Regions from separate parts of the Mus musculus genome. Here regions 2 and 3 are each linked to region 1. The links are chromatin contacts, called in public Hi-C maps. All regions are on one chromosome and are shown on one strand. Each heading gives the region's core, a stretch centred on a gene start, on an enhancer-like site or on the middle of the called end of the contact. The rest is flanking DNA. Distances are from core to core; before and after follow the strand shown. Region 1 holds the start of Btbd10 (BTB (POZ) domain containing 10). Region 2 has its middle 31 kb from the start of Pth. Region 3 overlaps Btbd10 (BTB (POZ) domain containing 10).

Evidence for each region. A called contact is a pair of places that touch in the nucleus more often than the background predicts.
Region 2: a contact with region 1 is called in a Hi-C map of the MNK3 cell line, with 2.8 times the contacts expected there. The contact joins the enhancer-like site here to the promoter of Btbd10 in region 1. A contact is called at or near these places in 5 of 39 promoter capture datasets (the C10 cell line, the HPC-7 cell line, cranial neural crest and 2 more), 2 of 15 datasets of contacts at CTCF or cohesin (CD8 T cells and the NIH/3T3 cell line), 8 of 484 Hi-C or Micro-C datasets (the HPC-7 cell line, the MNK3 cell line, Th2 cells and 4 more), 5 of 115 datasets of contacts at active chromatin or transcription factors (the SCID.adh cell line, T-cell acute lymphoblastic leukemia, embryonic stem cells and 2 more) and 1 of 9 other capture datasets (adipose tissue).
Region 3: a contact with region 1 is called in a Hi-C map of the G1E-ER4 cell line, with 1.4 times the contacts expected there. The contact joins the enhancer-like site here to the promoter of Btbd10 in region 1. A contact is called at or near these places in 5 of 39 promoter capture datasets (the 3T3-L1 cell line, embryonic stem cells, macrophages and 2 more), 2 of 15 datasets of contacts at CTCF or cohesin (CD8 T cells and the NIH/3T3 cell line), 8 of 484 Hi-C or Micro-C datasets (the C2C12 cell line, the G1E-ER4 cell line, cortical neurons and 4 more), 2 of 115 datasets of contacts at active chromatin or transcription factors (the SCID.adh cell line and embryonic stem cells) and 2 of 9 other capture datasets (adipose tissue and pancreatic islet).

Annotation. Positions count from the first base shown.
Region 1 is chr7:113,367,190-113,371,884 of GRCm38.p6, reverse strand. Btbd10 (BTB (POZ) domain containing 10) reads left to right here and starts at 2,546. Exons shown (of 11, transcript NM_133700.2): 1 at 2,546-2,686; 2 at 2,927-3,013.
Region 2 is chr7:113,417,083-113,421,777 of GRCm38.p6, reverse strand. No RefSeq gene overlaps it. Among named protein-coding and RNA genes, the nearest start is that of Pth, 31 kb to the right of the region's middle. Within about 2 kb of position 2,152, at least 75 of the 459 cell types and tissues checked have an H3K27ac peak or open chromatin away from gene starts, as enhancers often do. A contact at or near this core is called in CD8 T cells, the HPC-7 cell line, the MNK3 cell line and 8 more, where this site is marked.
Region 3 is chr7:113,331,745-113,336,439 of GRCm38.p6, reverse strand. Btbd10 (BTB (POZ) domain containing 10) reads left to right here. Exons shown (of 11, transcript NM_133700.2): 5 at 922-1,118; 6 at 3,545-3,830. Among named protein-coding and RNA genes, the nearest start is that of Btbd10, 35 kb to the left of the region's middle. Within about 2 kb of position 2,234, at least 8 of the 459 cell types and tissues checked have an H3K27ac peak or open chromatin away from gene starts, as enhancers often do. A contact at or near this core is called in the G1E-ER4 cell line and cortical neurons, where this site is marked.

The DNA of each region.
Region 1 (4,695 bases), core at 1,297-3,796:
CTCATTCTCTTATCTTCTTCTTCTCTGCCCCTTCTTCCTCTCTCCCCATGTCCCTCCCTCGCTCTCTCCACATGTTCCTGGATGGCCTCTTTCCCTCTCCTCTTTCTCTTCCATTCTCTTCCTCTACTCCCTCAACTCCCCTCTCCATGCCCTAAATAAACTCTATTCCATACTATATCCATATATATTATACTATAGCTGGTACCTCAGGGAGAAGGGATGACTCAGCATGGGCCCACAGAGGCACCCCCCTTCTACCTCACCATATAGATCCCTGGCCAAGAATATTCCTGGCTGGCTGGCTGGCTTTCTTTCTTTCTTCTTTCTTTTTTATAAAACACAACACTGGACGTTTTTTGTTTTTTTTCTTTTCTGTTGTGTAGCTCATTTTTGCTGTGTGACAAGTGTGACTTAGAGATTTAATATTAGCAATTAGGATTGCAGTGTAATAAAAGAACCTTGATTTGGGATAGATTTCAATTGGTCATAGATATAATCCCAGTACTCAAGAGGGCTGAGGCAGAATAACTACTTCAAGTTGGAAGCTAACCTGAGCTAAGCTATATAGTGCATTTTAGGCCAGCCTAGGCTAGAAGTATTTGAGATTGCCTCAAAAATCAAACCAACCAACCAACAACAACAAAAAAAAAATCAATTAACTTAGGTTATTTAGGTTGTGAGATTTGCACAACTGATGAAGTGCTTGCCACACAAGCACTAGGAACTGAGTTCCTAACCAGTGCTGGTGAAACAGACACAAGAGGATCCCTGGAGCTGGCTGGCTAGCCAGCCTAGCAGAATTTAAGAGCTCCAAATTCAGTGAGGGACACTGTCTCCCAAAATACAGTGGAGGATTACTGGGAAATGCCAACATCAATTTCTGGCCTCCACAGCATGCACACATATGCAACTGCATACTCACATAACTGCCTGCCTCTGCCTCTTGAGTGCTGGGATTAAGGGCATGCACCATGGCCTGGTCAAAACCTTTCATTAGAAAAATGACAGCTTCAATTTAGACATAAGGGAATGAAGAATCCAGTTTGATCTTTACCCCCAACTTGTGCTACAGTTACTTTATTTGAGATAAATTACAGAAAACTGTATCAAGATTGGGGAGGACTTTGCTATTGTTGAGGGTTTCCTTGAGGTTTCTTTGAACATTATTCATATTCAAGCCTCATTAGCTTGCTCTTTTTACAATGTTTTTAAGATTTTCAGCAATTTCCAAGAATGTAGAATGTTGGCTATAAAAAAACGTGTACACTATGTAACAATAATCTTTGTCTTCCTTTGGTCTCTGATATTTAAGCATTTTCAGGAGGAAAGTATGCCTGCTACCAGTTTTCCACTTCAAATGATAATTTACTTAGCATAAATGTTGGTTTGAAAAACACGTGGTATCACATATGGGACCCAAGGAATTTTTTCTTACAGTAACTAGATTTTAAACAAAGTTCTTTTCACAAAACAGTTTTCTTACCAAAATACTGAAACATGTATTGGGTTTTGTTTATGCCCTTCCCTCTCTTCTCAAAATGGGGGAACTTCTACTGATCTTTAAAATTGGACTCAAATGCCACTCCCTAGTGGAGGGCTGCTTTTTGAGATGAGATCTCACGTTAGCCCAGAAACACCTGGAACTCAATCTTTCAGCTTCTGCCACCCTTCGCAATCCCAAGACCAGAGGAGCGAGCAACTGCACTGAGGGGTTCTCAACAGGATTGTCTCAGATCAGCTCCTACAGCTCACTCACTAAGGGGAGTATGTTCTGTAGCAAGCATAAAGAGGATTATCCGTTCCTCTGTGGGTCTGAGTCCCGGGAGGGGAGAGTTTTGAGCGCCGGGGAGGTGACTTCCTCACTTTTCCATCTCTTTTAGAGCCTCCCATCAGGCACACGGTGGGTTCGGTGACACCGGAGTGCTACTTTGGCGAGCTTTTGCCCGCCAGAAACTCAACCCATTCAGCTGATTCTCCGCGTCCCAGAGGTGGCGCCACCGCAGGCGTGTCAGCTGGTGCACCGGTTCCCGCCAACAACAGAGGGTTTCAAACCAAGCAGAGCGTTGCAAACCAAGCGGCGGCCGCGGGGAAGCGGCGACCTCCGGACCACCGCCTGCCAACGCCTCGTGCTGCCCGTACCAGCTCGCGGACCCCGCGGAGGAAGGCGACCCGGGCGTTCGCCCTGCTGACAGAAACGCTCTCCTAGAAGAAGACTCCCAGGCACTGCTTTTACTGGCCCGGAGACGCCGTCCGGCTTTTGCCTAACGGTGACAGGAAGCGTGGAGTGAGGGTGTGCTCAGAGGTGTGGAGGTGGCCTGAGACTGCTCTTGGCTCACCGCGCAGAGAAGCGCTCGCGGGGAAGCTACGGGACAGCACTGCCAACCGAGACCGCGGAGACACTACTCAGGCTCTCAGTGCCCCGGTGACACGCCTACTGTGGGAGGAGCTCCGTCCTTCGCGCGAGAACTCGCTTCGCCTCACCTCTTCCTAATGCGAAGTCTCGCGAGAAGCAGCTAAGGAGCCGGCCTGCAACCTGCCGGGGCGGCTCTGGTAGGCGCAGCCGGTGGAGCGGCCGCCTCACACCTAGCACCGGAGGGGTCCGGTTCAGTGGGCGGAGGGAGCGGAGCGTCGCTCTCTCTTGGAGCTCTTCCCCAAGACCCTCGGTGGACGTCTCAGGGGCCAGCAGGTTGGAGCGGGCCGGGTGCGGGCGGCTGGGTTTGTAGTGGAAGCCGAGGGCGAGGCTAGCTGCTGTGAACCGGGCTCCGGGAGGCTGGCGGCGGCTCCAGGAGCGTGGGGCGCGGTGCTCGGGGCTGCCCGCTTGAGCACCGGGTCCGGAGAGGCGGGGAAGGGAGCTGCTTTTTGGGTTAGGAGTCTGGAGGCCTTTTCCCAGGGGAAAAAAAGCTATTTTCTCACACCTCCTTTCCAGGGCAGAGTAACCCAGTGCCCCGCCCCTTTCCTGTCATCTTTGGGTCACCGCGGCGACAAACCGAAGAAGGCGCATCACAATAGGGCGGTGAGTAAGGCTCCCAGTTTGGGGATAAGGTGGTGGGGGAGTTGCCCTTTGGATGGAGGATGAGACACCTGTGATGTGCTGCTGTGTGCTTTTATTCTGTAACCGTTTCAACGAGGGTAAAGCTTGGTTTCCCACTCTAACTTGCCCAGAAAAGGTTCAGATTTATTCTCTGTGAGTCACAAGCCCTCTGACACCCCTGATTTTGGGGTATGGGCTGGAGGGGACCTGAGATTTCACTTAGTTTGTCAATGTGGGTTAGTGTGCTGTGCCTAACCTCGGTCTTTCCCGGGTTCCCATGTCTTTTTTTTTTTTTTTTTTTTTTTATCTCTTTAAAATTTTGAGTCTTAGCCTCTTATTGGTATTTGGAGTCCACGACCAGGCTATAAAAAAGTTTTCCACTTTGTGCATTTAGTATAGGAAATTATTTTATAGCCATGTAAGAGTCTGCACGCTTTTTATTTCAGCTAACAATCTGAATGAAGCAGTACAGTGTATTGATTGGCAGTTGGGTTTCTTTCTGTTCTTGCCTGCCTCCCACTCTTCTCTTGCCCCACCAGCCCAATTTGATCCAAACTTTTTAGAGAGGGGTTTAGGGATGAATTTTGAATGAAATAGACTGTAGAAATTGGATGGAAAGATAAAATAAGACATGTGAATGTAAAGACTGAACAAGTTTCTGCGCTGGAGAGTCCATCTAGAACTCAACCGTGGGCATTGAACCAAGGACTGATGCTGAATATTAAGCAGAAAGCAGTAGAAAGTACTTGGAAAATTACTAAATGGGAGGTAAAGATGAGTTAATATAGTTTTCGAGGACAGTTAATTTTGGAGATTTTAGGCTTAATCGTTTTTTCTAACACAGAGGTTAGTACTCAGCGCTTATTCTTATGGGTTGAGAAAAGGTAAGAAGGAAGCTTCAGGAACATGAGGGTGGTTAGGACCCAGAGCAACGGAGTTCAGAAAGTTCTGCGAGATGTTTTGCTTGTTAGACATTTTTTCACACTATTCAAACTTCCAGGTAGGCTTTTTACCTCCTGTATTATCCTCCCACAAGTCTGAATTTTGTTCTGTTCTTCACAAAGACTTGTGTATTTTTTTAAACATTAAATGAAATCACAAAGAACTGTGGTCTGCTTTGTGACCATTTACATTTAAATGGTCTCATGGAGTGTACAACTGAACTGGAGATACTCTGTCTCTCAGAGAGATAAGAATGAGTAAGTTTCACATGCCTTCAGGTACTAGGCAGATAATGAGCATGTCAGTGCGCTAGAGAGCTTCTCTCCTCTGAGCCGTATTCAGTCCGTCTGATTAATTGTATGAATGTGCAGTCAGTTGTCAGCCTTCTTAAAAGAATATAGGAACTCTAGAATTTTAAGTGCGACTTCCTGATATTTGAAATATTGACAAGTAAAACAAAGATACCTTCATGTGACCCAGCCAAACCCAGTTGTATTTTAACATAAAAGTATTTTAGAGCTATGTTTTATGTCTTGGTTTAGGAAGCTGTATATAGGTCAGAATTAATTTTATAACTAGAAACAAGCTTAAGTCAACTATGTCAGTTTGGAATTACAAATTTTTAGAAAGACTGTGAAAAAATGTCAGCTCTTAATAAAATAGTTTAGTGCCCTTTAAATATAGGGCTACAGATTAAACAGATAATTTCTAAAGTAGTCTCT
Region 2 (4,695 bases), core at 903-3,402, 50 kb before region 1:
TTCATTTATCAATACAACTTACATTTCCATTTCACTCTATGTACAAATCAATATACTGACTCAGCAAACACAGAATGACACTGGCTATCTAGGCTCCTGTATGTCATTGACAGCAGCTCAAGTCCAAGCAGGAGAAACAAACTAATTCACCTAAGAAATTAAAAGTAAGACATGGTAAAATTATACAGATCAAGAATGCTATTAGCAGTCATCACTCTTATACAGGCTAGTTAGGTTGGGTTCCCTAGAGATACAGCCAAGGGCAGAGATCCTAATGACAGTGATTCATTGATTCAGAAAAAGGTACATGACTGACACAGGACTGGACAGGGGACAAAAGCTAAACAAATTATTTTAGAGCCTTTACAGTGGCCAACATGAAGTAGCCCAACTTTCCCTCTCATTAAGCCTCATTCAGGTTGGCCTGCCTTCTGCTTTCTACACAACACCAGGCCCTTCCCTGTTTACTCTGTTTCCATTCCCACGCTCACCATTGGCCTAAATGGCACACCCTTAGAAGAGAATCATCCTGATACACTATATAGAGCATCGTGGTTTTCTCAAGTAGCCTTTTTTTCCCTATGTAACTCCAAATCTAATGCCTTGGTGGCTCATACCATAGTTTGTAATGACTTTTTTTTTTCAAGAGCTGATCCTTTATTAGTTACTCTTAAAGACTTATTTTTGACTGGACTCAGACTTAGAAGTAAAAGCTCTCAGGGAGAACAGCCTAAGTCTCTTGGCAATATGTCCCTGGTTTTTTCTTTGGCTTCCTTCATTCTCTCAGCCAAAAGTTTAGCTTATTCTGCAGCCCCCTCATTTTTCTCAGTGTATTGTTTCTTCAGAGCAATATGCCAGTGTTATTTTTGCAGAACACATGGAATCTTGCTTGGATGTTCTGTTCTAGGCCTCTCACCTTCTTTGTTTAAGGGCTTTCTGATCGCAGCTATCCTCTTTAGAGAGACTGAAGTTTTGGGCTTCTGCTAGTTCTTTTGGGCTCCAACATTCAAAGCACCTTAGTACCTGTCAGTTCAGAAATGGCTTGCTCTCTCTCTCTCTCTCTCTCTCTGTTCCTTTCCTTCTTTCCATTAATTAAGTCAAGACTATCCAGATTGACATCGGAACAGACTTGTACTTCTTTGCTTCAGTTTTCCTTGGTGTATAAGATTTCCTTTTACTCAAGAGCAAGTGCACCGTACAACAAGTGAAGACATCTTGCTTCATGGGAAAACCTTGCCATTCCCACCACTGATCTGGACCACATAACCCTTCCACTCTTCCCCAGAGAACCATCAGCTACTTCTATGGCTGTGTATTTATCATAGAAAGTACAAAGTTCACATTCATCATACACTTCAATGAGTTTCTGATAGCTGATGGCTGGGAAGGAATTACACAACTTCATCTTGACAGAGCCAATTTCACAGTAGGTCTCACCAAAAAAATTAAAAAGTTGGGTTTTTTGGGGGACTTAATCCCAAGTAGTCCTGGCTAGCCTCAAGGCTAGCTTCAAACTCACTAGGTAGCCAAGAACAATCTTGAACCTCTTTTAAAAATGATTTATTTTATGTATATAAGTGTTTGGTTTGTATGTATGACTATGCACTATTGGAGAACCCTGCTATTTATAATAATAGTCCACTATTTATATAATAGTCCACTATGTCCACTATGTCTTCAAGCTTGGTGCAAAATGGCGGACCCCCCTTTTCAGTGGGTGTGGTGTTTTATAAAAAGAAAGAGATGCCAGGAGTATGTTTAGTAGAGGCGCAGTATAGCGTGGAGGAAGAGAGTACCTCTGTGGGCCCATGCTGAGGCATCCCTTCCCTGCGAGGTACCAGTCACATGATGGTAGAGTATAGAATAGAGTTTATTCAGGGCATGGGGAGGGGAGTTGAGGGGGTAACAGAGACAAAGGTAGAGAAAGAGAGAGGGAGGGAGTAGAGGAGTGGAGGCCAACCATGAGCACATGGAGAGCAGGGAGAGGAATGGGGAGAGAGGGGAAAGAGGGCAAGGGGAGAAGAGAACAAGAGCAAGAGGGTGAGAGGAGGGAGCAAGCAGTCCCTTTTATAGTGACTCAGGCACACTGTGGGACGGAGCCTAGACTGAATGCCAACAAGGGGGTGGGGCTTCTCTTTCTCTGCCTAACCTTGTTTGTAGTGTGTCTGAACACAGATGTCTGATCTTATCTGAAGAATGACCGAGTGCATGACTCAGCTAGCTTCCTGCCTGTATGATGATTAGGTGCTGTGTTATGACCAATCAACTCTTCCCACCCATATGATAATTAGTCACTGTGTTATCACCAATTAGACCTTTCCACCTGAATTCTTAAGATCCATTACATACCCTACTCCTGGAACAGTAACCTATCCCCTAGAGCTGTCTCACTGAAGCTGTCTCTGGAAGAGCTTCCGGCATGCTCACTATAGTCAAAAATCTGCTCACAGCTTCTGCTTGCTCTGCCCTCCCCTCGAGGGCTAGTGGCCAATGACACTCCCCTCCTCTCCCCCCTCCAGGAGACAGGAGACCCACAGTGAACTACTTTATCTGGAGCTGCAGGAAGGGAGAGAAATAAAAGAGGAAATTAGGCTAAACTGAATTGGGTTACATAGCAAGACTCTATCTCAAAAACAAATCAGATTCAGCAACATATTAGAGTAACTGACTAAGTTGAGAGATGAGGCTTCAAGGATCAGAGGTGAGAAGTGTTAGATCCCAGACAGTTTGTATGTTCTGAAATGGCAGTTTGGGCTCAATTCAAACTGGATTATAGAAGGATTTCTGGTGGTTAGATAAGAGCCATTGTTCTCAGGAATGTGGGCAACAGGTTTTCTGTCCCCCCAAAAGAAACAACTTCCCTTGCCTCTGGCAGAAGGGACCAGTAGCTCTCCATTGACATATATCTGTGGTGTCTATCAGCACATCAAAGCCCATGCTAGCCTCCAGGCACCTACAGTCCCTAGTCACAAGTGCTCAAAATACAGTTCAAATACCCCTTGCTAGCTAGCATGCTTGGCCCTCTCACTCCCTCACATCTGCCTCAAACTCCCAGGTCTGTTCCAGATCACCCGGCTTCTCTCCCTGCAGCTATGCATCCTTCTTACAACATGCTATTCTCTGTTATCCTGCTTCACCTGCCCTGGCCATGTCCAGTTTGCTTCTTTTTCTCTCTGTTCTGAACTCTTCCAATGCCTCTGTATATTTCTCTCTCCCCTAATGCAATGGCCTTTTTTTTTTTTCAGTTTCTTTACTTAACCCCTTCACATACAAGTCTTATTAGAAACTGCAACAGGTCAAATTTTTTCTCTAGGAAGACATGCAGAATCCCTCACCTAAGAAACCGTGAGCATCATTTAAAAAAAAAAATAAAGAACTATGAAGATGAAGTCAAATTAATATGATTGGACACTATGAGAAGAGGGGAAGGGGCATGGTGGCACACATCTTTAATCCCAGCACTCAGAGGCAGAGCCCGATGAATGTCTGTGCATTTGAGACCAGACTGATCCACATAATGAATTACAGGACAGACAGGGATATAAAAAAACACCCTGTCTCAAAATACAGACAAAGATGTGTGTGATGTCAATTAACTCGAAGAACATTAAAGCTTGCCTGTAACCACTGGAAGCTAGGATGTGGCAAGAAAGCATCCTTCCTGATAGACTTCCAAAGGACTACAGTCTTGTATTTACCTTGACTTCTTACTTCCAGCTTCCTAGCCTGTCTTAGGGTTTCTATTGCTATGATGAACACTATGACCAAAAAGCAAGTTTGGGAGGAAAGGGCTTATTAGGCTTACACTTTCACATCACTGATCATCACAAAAGGAAGTCAGGACCGGAATTCAAACAGGGCAGAAACCTGGAGGAAGTAGCTGATGCAGAGGCCATGGAGCTAATTGGTTTGCTCAGCCTGCTTTCTTATAGAACCCAGGACCACCAGTCCAGGAATGGACCTACTATCAATGGGCTGGGCCCTCCCACATCAATTGTTAATTAAGAAAATGCCTTATAGATAGGTCTTATGGTGGCATTTTCTGAATGCCTAGCTTCTGTTTCTAGCTTCTATATCTAGCTTCTGTCAAGTTGACCCACAAAACCAGACAGTATAAGCCTTGTGATAAAATAAAGCCATTAAGTTTCTGGCACTTCATTATGGCACCCTAGAAAATTGATACATATGGCATGCTAATAGAAGCTGGAGGAGCTGGACTGGAAGAGAGGGCTTGGGTAAATGGAGTCATCTGGGAGGTGTGTGTGTGTGTGTGTGTGTGTGTGTGTGTGTTTGAGACAGGTGGTCCAGGCTGGCCTCCATCTCACCATCCCCCTACCTCAACCTCCCAAGTGTTAGGTCACAAGCATGTACCCCCATACTTAGCTTTCTTTTCATTTAAAACAATGTTAAAAATGGAGGTACTTAGATACTACTGTCTTGATAACAGTCTTGATTTGCTTAATCTAGTAGTCATCTCAAGATGGCTAGCTTGTCTCCTCTCTGAGAGCATTGAGGTGATCTTGGTATTTCTCACTAAAATAGTCATAAAATTTTTCTATTCTTTTCAACGATTCTTATGGATTCTTTGCGAATCTCACATCATACATCCCATCACACTCATATCCCAGTCCTTCCATGTCTGCACTCCCCACCACCCTTATAACCACCCCTCCAACAAAACAACAACAAAGGAAA
Region 3 (4,695 bases), core at 985-3,484, 35 kb after region 1:
AGTTATATATTTGTGATGTACATATTTTGCATCTAGAAGTGAATTATTTATACTTCTCAGTATATGTATTAATAATGTATTATTGCTACATTGATAAGCTCAAGAAAGCTTTTTATTGGTATTTAAACTGATAAGAACATATGTTAATATTAATATTAGATCTTAACACTATTGTCATTTAACATATCATTTTGCCTGTAGAGTGCATATTTAATAATACTGGGAGTGAATTCTGTTACTAGACTATTTTAGCTAAAGGACAGTGTTTTCAGTTACCTCTCACAGTAGAATTTAATCTATGTAACATTTCCTGAATTTTTTTAATTCTCTCATTTTTTATAATCAGAAAGTAAAATAAAAGTTGTAATAACATAGTCATAATAATACATTTATAAAAATTTTCTAAATGTTTGCTTGGAGACTTGTTTGATAAGGAGACCAGTTATTTTACTCAAACCTCAATTTTTATTTTATTTTATTTAGTGTTTTGGAATTTGGTGCTCTGTTCATCTAAGATCCCATTATGAATAAATTTAAAATACCTGTATAACTCCTGTTACTAAGCTTATTTGTATCTTAGAAGTCAGGTTGTGCTGTATATGATTGTGAATGCCTGTAGTACCAGTACTGGGTGGCAAGAGAGAGTCTGTCTCTATAAAACAAGACAAAAAATAGTTAACCTTTTGGGGTTTTAATTTTTTTCATCTATAAAACATTAAATATGTTTTTTTATAAGCATATACTCCAGAATCTGTCAAACATAAAGGTTCAAGGTAAATCAGATTTCATAATCAAAAAGTAATATTTGATTTTTGTGCTTTAAAATATCAGTTGTATATTAAAGCATGTTTTCACTTAAAATATTTTGCTATCCTTTTTTTTCCCTGCTTTTATGATTAATTTTCTTTTCTAACCTATCAGCTCTGCCTCACGTGTTGCTAAGGGAGGAGTCGACCACACCAAAATGAGTCTGCATGGTGCTAGTGGGGGCCATGAGAGATCAAGAGATAGACGCCGGTCAAGTGACAGATCACGAGATTCATCTCATGAGAGAGCAGAGTCTCAGCTTACTCCTTGTATTCGAAATGTGACTTCACCAACAAGGCAGCATCATATTGGTATGTAAGGTCGTCTTACCCCACCAGTCCTGTCAGCAGTCAGCAGTCGTTTTACAATTGTGATCATATTCAGTTGTGCATAACACTTCACTTCTTTATTGTAATTCAGTCATTCGTATTTTAGCTAATCTTAATACTTAAAAAGACAGCTTATAAATCAAGCATAGAGGTATGTTTTAAGTTTAGGAGCAATCTTATAAAAGAAATACCATGAAAAGCTTTTGAAGCTGTGATAATACAGATTTTTTTAAGAGAAAATTCTCAAGTTAATTTTTATCTAATAACAGTGGCTTATTATAAAATATTAAGGCAAATTATAGCTAGACTTCTCTGGTTAATCATTCTAACAGTGTAAAAGAATAACCATTGTGGGATTATTTGTTCTGATTTTTGACAGATTTTCAAATTTAATAATAAAAATAGACAAAAGAGGCATATGTTATACTTTGTTAGCATCTTGGGTCTTCTCCTTCCTTCCTTCCTCATACATGAGCAGCACTGTTAGCCCAGGACAACACACTGTATCACTATGAAGTACATAAATGTGCCTAAGCAGTATGGAAATGTTGAGTTTTTTTTTTTTAACTTCCTCATAGGAAAGGTATAAATAACTAACTTTGATTTAGGGTTGATTTATAGCTTCTTCTGTGATCATCTGTGCTTAGCATGTATGTGGCCCTGGGTTCAGACTCTACCACCTGTGTATGTGAGAACATATTTAGACTGCAGATATATATATATATAGTTTGCTGGTAGAGTACTAATTAAGCATTGCAAGACTCTTTGAATCCCTAGCAGGCTCCACTCCTAAATTGACTTAACTATATTTGATAGTATCTGATAATTTGAGGCAACTCAGAATCATTTAAGTTAGGTCTTACTAGGCAGAGAGGTTGACAATATCTAACAAGGTCAATCATATGCAAAAATTGGATGGAAGTAACAAAAAGAGTTAATAGTCTCTTCCATGATTCATTGAGTCTCTGAGAAATGAGAACAGAATACAGTTATTTTATCACTCCAGTAAATTTTGCTTTCAGGATGCTGCCAGCCTTGTGGAAACAGGAATTAAAGGAGGAGGGTGTCAGAACAGCTCTGGAGCTATAGCCAGCCTAATTATACAATCAGCATGCTGTACAGAGTGTTCTAAGTAACCTGAGTCATAAAATTTGGCAAAAACTGATGAGACAGAGGTACATTTTTAGGTCACCTTTAAATTTTAGCAATCTAGCCTTGAAATAAAACTTACCATGCAATCTTTATTTCCCTTTTATAGGGTATTAGAACATCTAAAGAAAAGTTTAACAATATTTTCTGTCAATAAAAATAATAGATAATAGATAATAATTTAAAAAGGTGAGGTTTGGAAGAAAAATGTGTCAGCTTAGCAGAGTGGTGCAGTCCTGTAAACCCAGTACTAAGGAGGTTATCAATAGCTACATAGTGAATCTTAGTACTAAGGAGGTTATCAATAGCTACATAGTGAATCTTAGTACTAAGGAGGTTATCAATAGCTACATAGTGAATCTTAGGCCAACCTGTCTTCATGAGGCCCCCGCCTAAAACAAACAGAAAAGAAGCAGTATACCATGTGTTGCTTAATTCTTTGGTAGTCATTAAAGTTTTATGGTTTTGTTTGTTTGTCTACTTCTTATTGTCCCTGCTGAGTTTTTTCTTTCCAGATCTCCTTTTTATGAGAAAAATTACTGATTTCAGTGTGATGTTATTAATACAACATATTTCTACAGTTGTACTTCAGGTTCTGTATAATGGTAACCCTTTTTAGTAATTAGAACTATTTTAAATTGTTGCTCTCAGGCTGAAGAGTGGGGGCATGTGGAAGCTTAGTACCTTGAAGTGGAGGTCATGAGTTTGAGACCAGCCTGGGCCATGTAGCAATACCCTGTCTCAACAACAAAAACAAAAAGAAACCAAAATAGCTCTGTCAAATTTGATATTCTAGTTAACCTTTCACTGATTTTTCACATCTATTTGACTTAAAGAATATTTTGATTTTTGCATATTTTTCAGTAGAATGATAATGAAAGATTTACCTTAACTTTGATATTTGGCTGGGTCAACATCAATTAGCTTGAATATTTTAAAAAACATTTTTATGTTTTGGGTTTTATTCGTGGATTTGTTGAAAAGGGTATTTGAAATAGAAAAATTCTGCAATTTAAATGAACTTTTCTTTATCAGACATTTTAGAAGATTCAGTTCTCAAATTTTTTTTTTTCAACATAGGGTTTTTCTGTGTAGCCCTGGTTGTCCTGGAACTTGCTCTGTAGACCAGGTGAGCCTGGAACTCATGGAGGTCTGCCTGCCTTTGCCTCTTTAGTGCTGGGACTAAATGTGTGTGACACCACCTCCTGGCTCAAATCTTTTTAAAGAAAATTTGTATGACTTTAATATTTTTATTTCAGAACGAGAAAAAGACCATAGTTCTTCTCGTCCAAGCAGTCCTCGTCCTCAAAGAGCATCCCCAAATGGCTCCATGAGCAGTGCTGGGAACAGTAGCAGGAACAGCAGCCAGTCAAGCTCAGATGGTAGCTGTAAAACATCTGGGGAGATGGTGTTTGTGTATGAGAATGCGAAAGAAGGGGCTCGGAATGTGAGGACATCTGAGCGAGTGACTCTGATAGTGGATAACACCAGATTTGTTGTGGACCCGTCCATTTTTACTGCACAGCCAAATACAATGTTGGGCAGGTTTGTTTCATTGCTGTTCATTATATTACTAATTTTAAAGCACTTTTCACAGTCATTTTTTGTGTGTGGTTATTAAGTTTTACAGTAAAATTTCTGCTGTAGAAAGTGATGTAACATTCCTATTTTATACATAAAAGAACTGAATTTTGGAAGTTAAATAATTTGTCTAAGTTAATACAATAGAATGTGGGTAGAGCCAACATTAAATTTGGTTTTATTTTGAATGATCTTTTGCAGTACCTGTACCGATAGCAAATAGTAATATCAAATTTGTTGTTAAAGTCAGAACACTGAAAGATCTCTACAGATTGATCTGGTAAATTGAATCTAACCAGATGAATCTTAGCATTGATATATTTCCCAAATGAATTCCTAAAGCCAGTCAGCAGATATAGAAGAATACCTATCAACTTTGTTTAAAAGAAAACTGTTTGATTAACTGTGAAATCAATTTGAATTGTCACTTTGACATAAATTTTAATTGTCAGTTTGTTGTAAATATTTAAGGTGGGGAGTAAAGGTAATTGTCACTTAGAAAATGTGTAGTAGGTAGTTGTCTTGAGTAGTTAAAGTTTGCAGTAATGAGAACCACAGTCTCAGGATTTGTTCAAAATGCCTAAAATGAGGGTTCCACACTTCATTGTAATATCAGTATTTTTGTCTATAACTAAGATGGAGGATATCATTGAAATAGATGTTTACATGAGGCAGAAATTTGAAGTATTGAAGTATGTTCCTACTCTGTTTTTGTGATGGGTATAGGGGCTCCAGGAAGGAGGGGGATAAAGGGAAAGAGAGAAAGACCAAGTACAGAATCAATGCTGGTGTTGTGATATTGTATACATTTTGAGTAACTAAATGATTT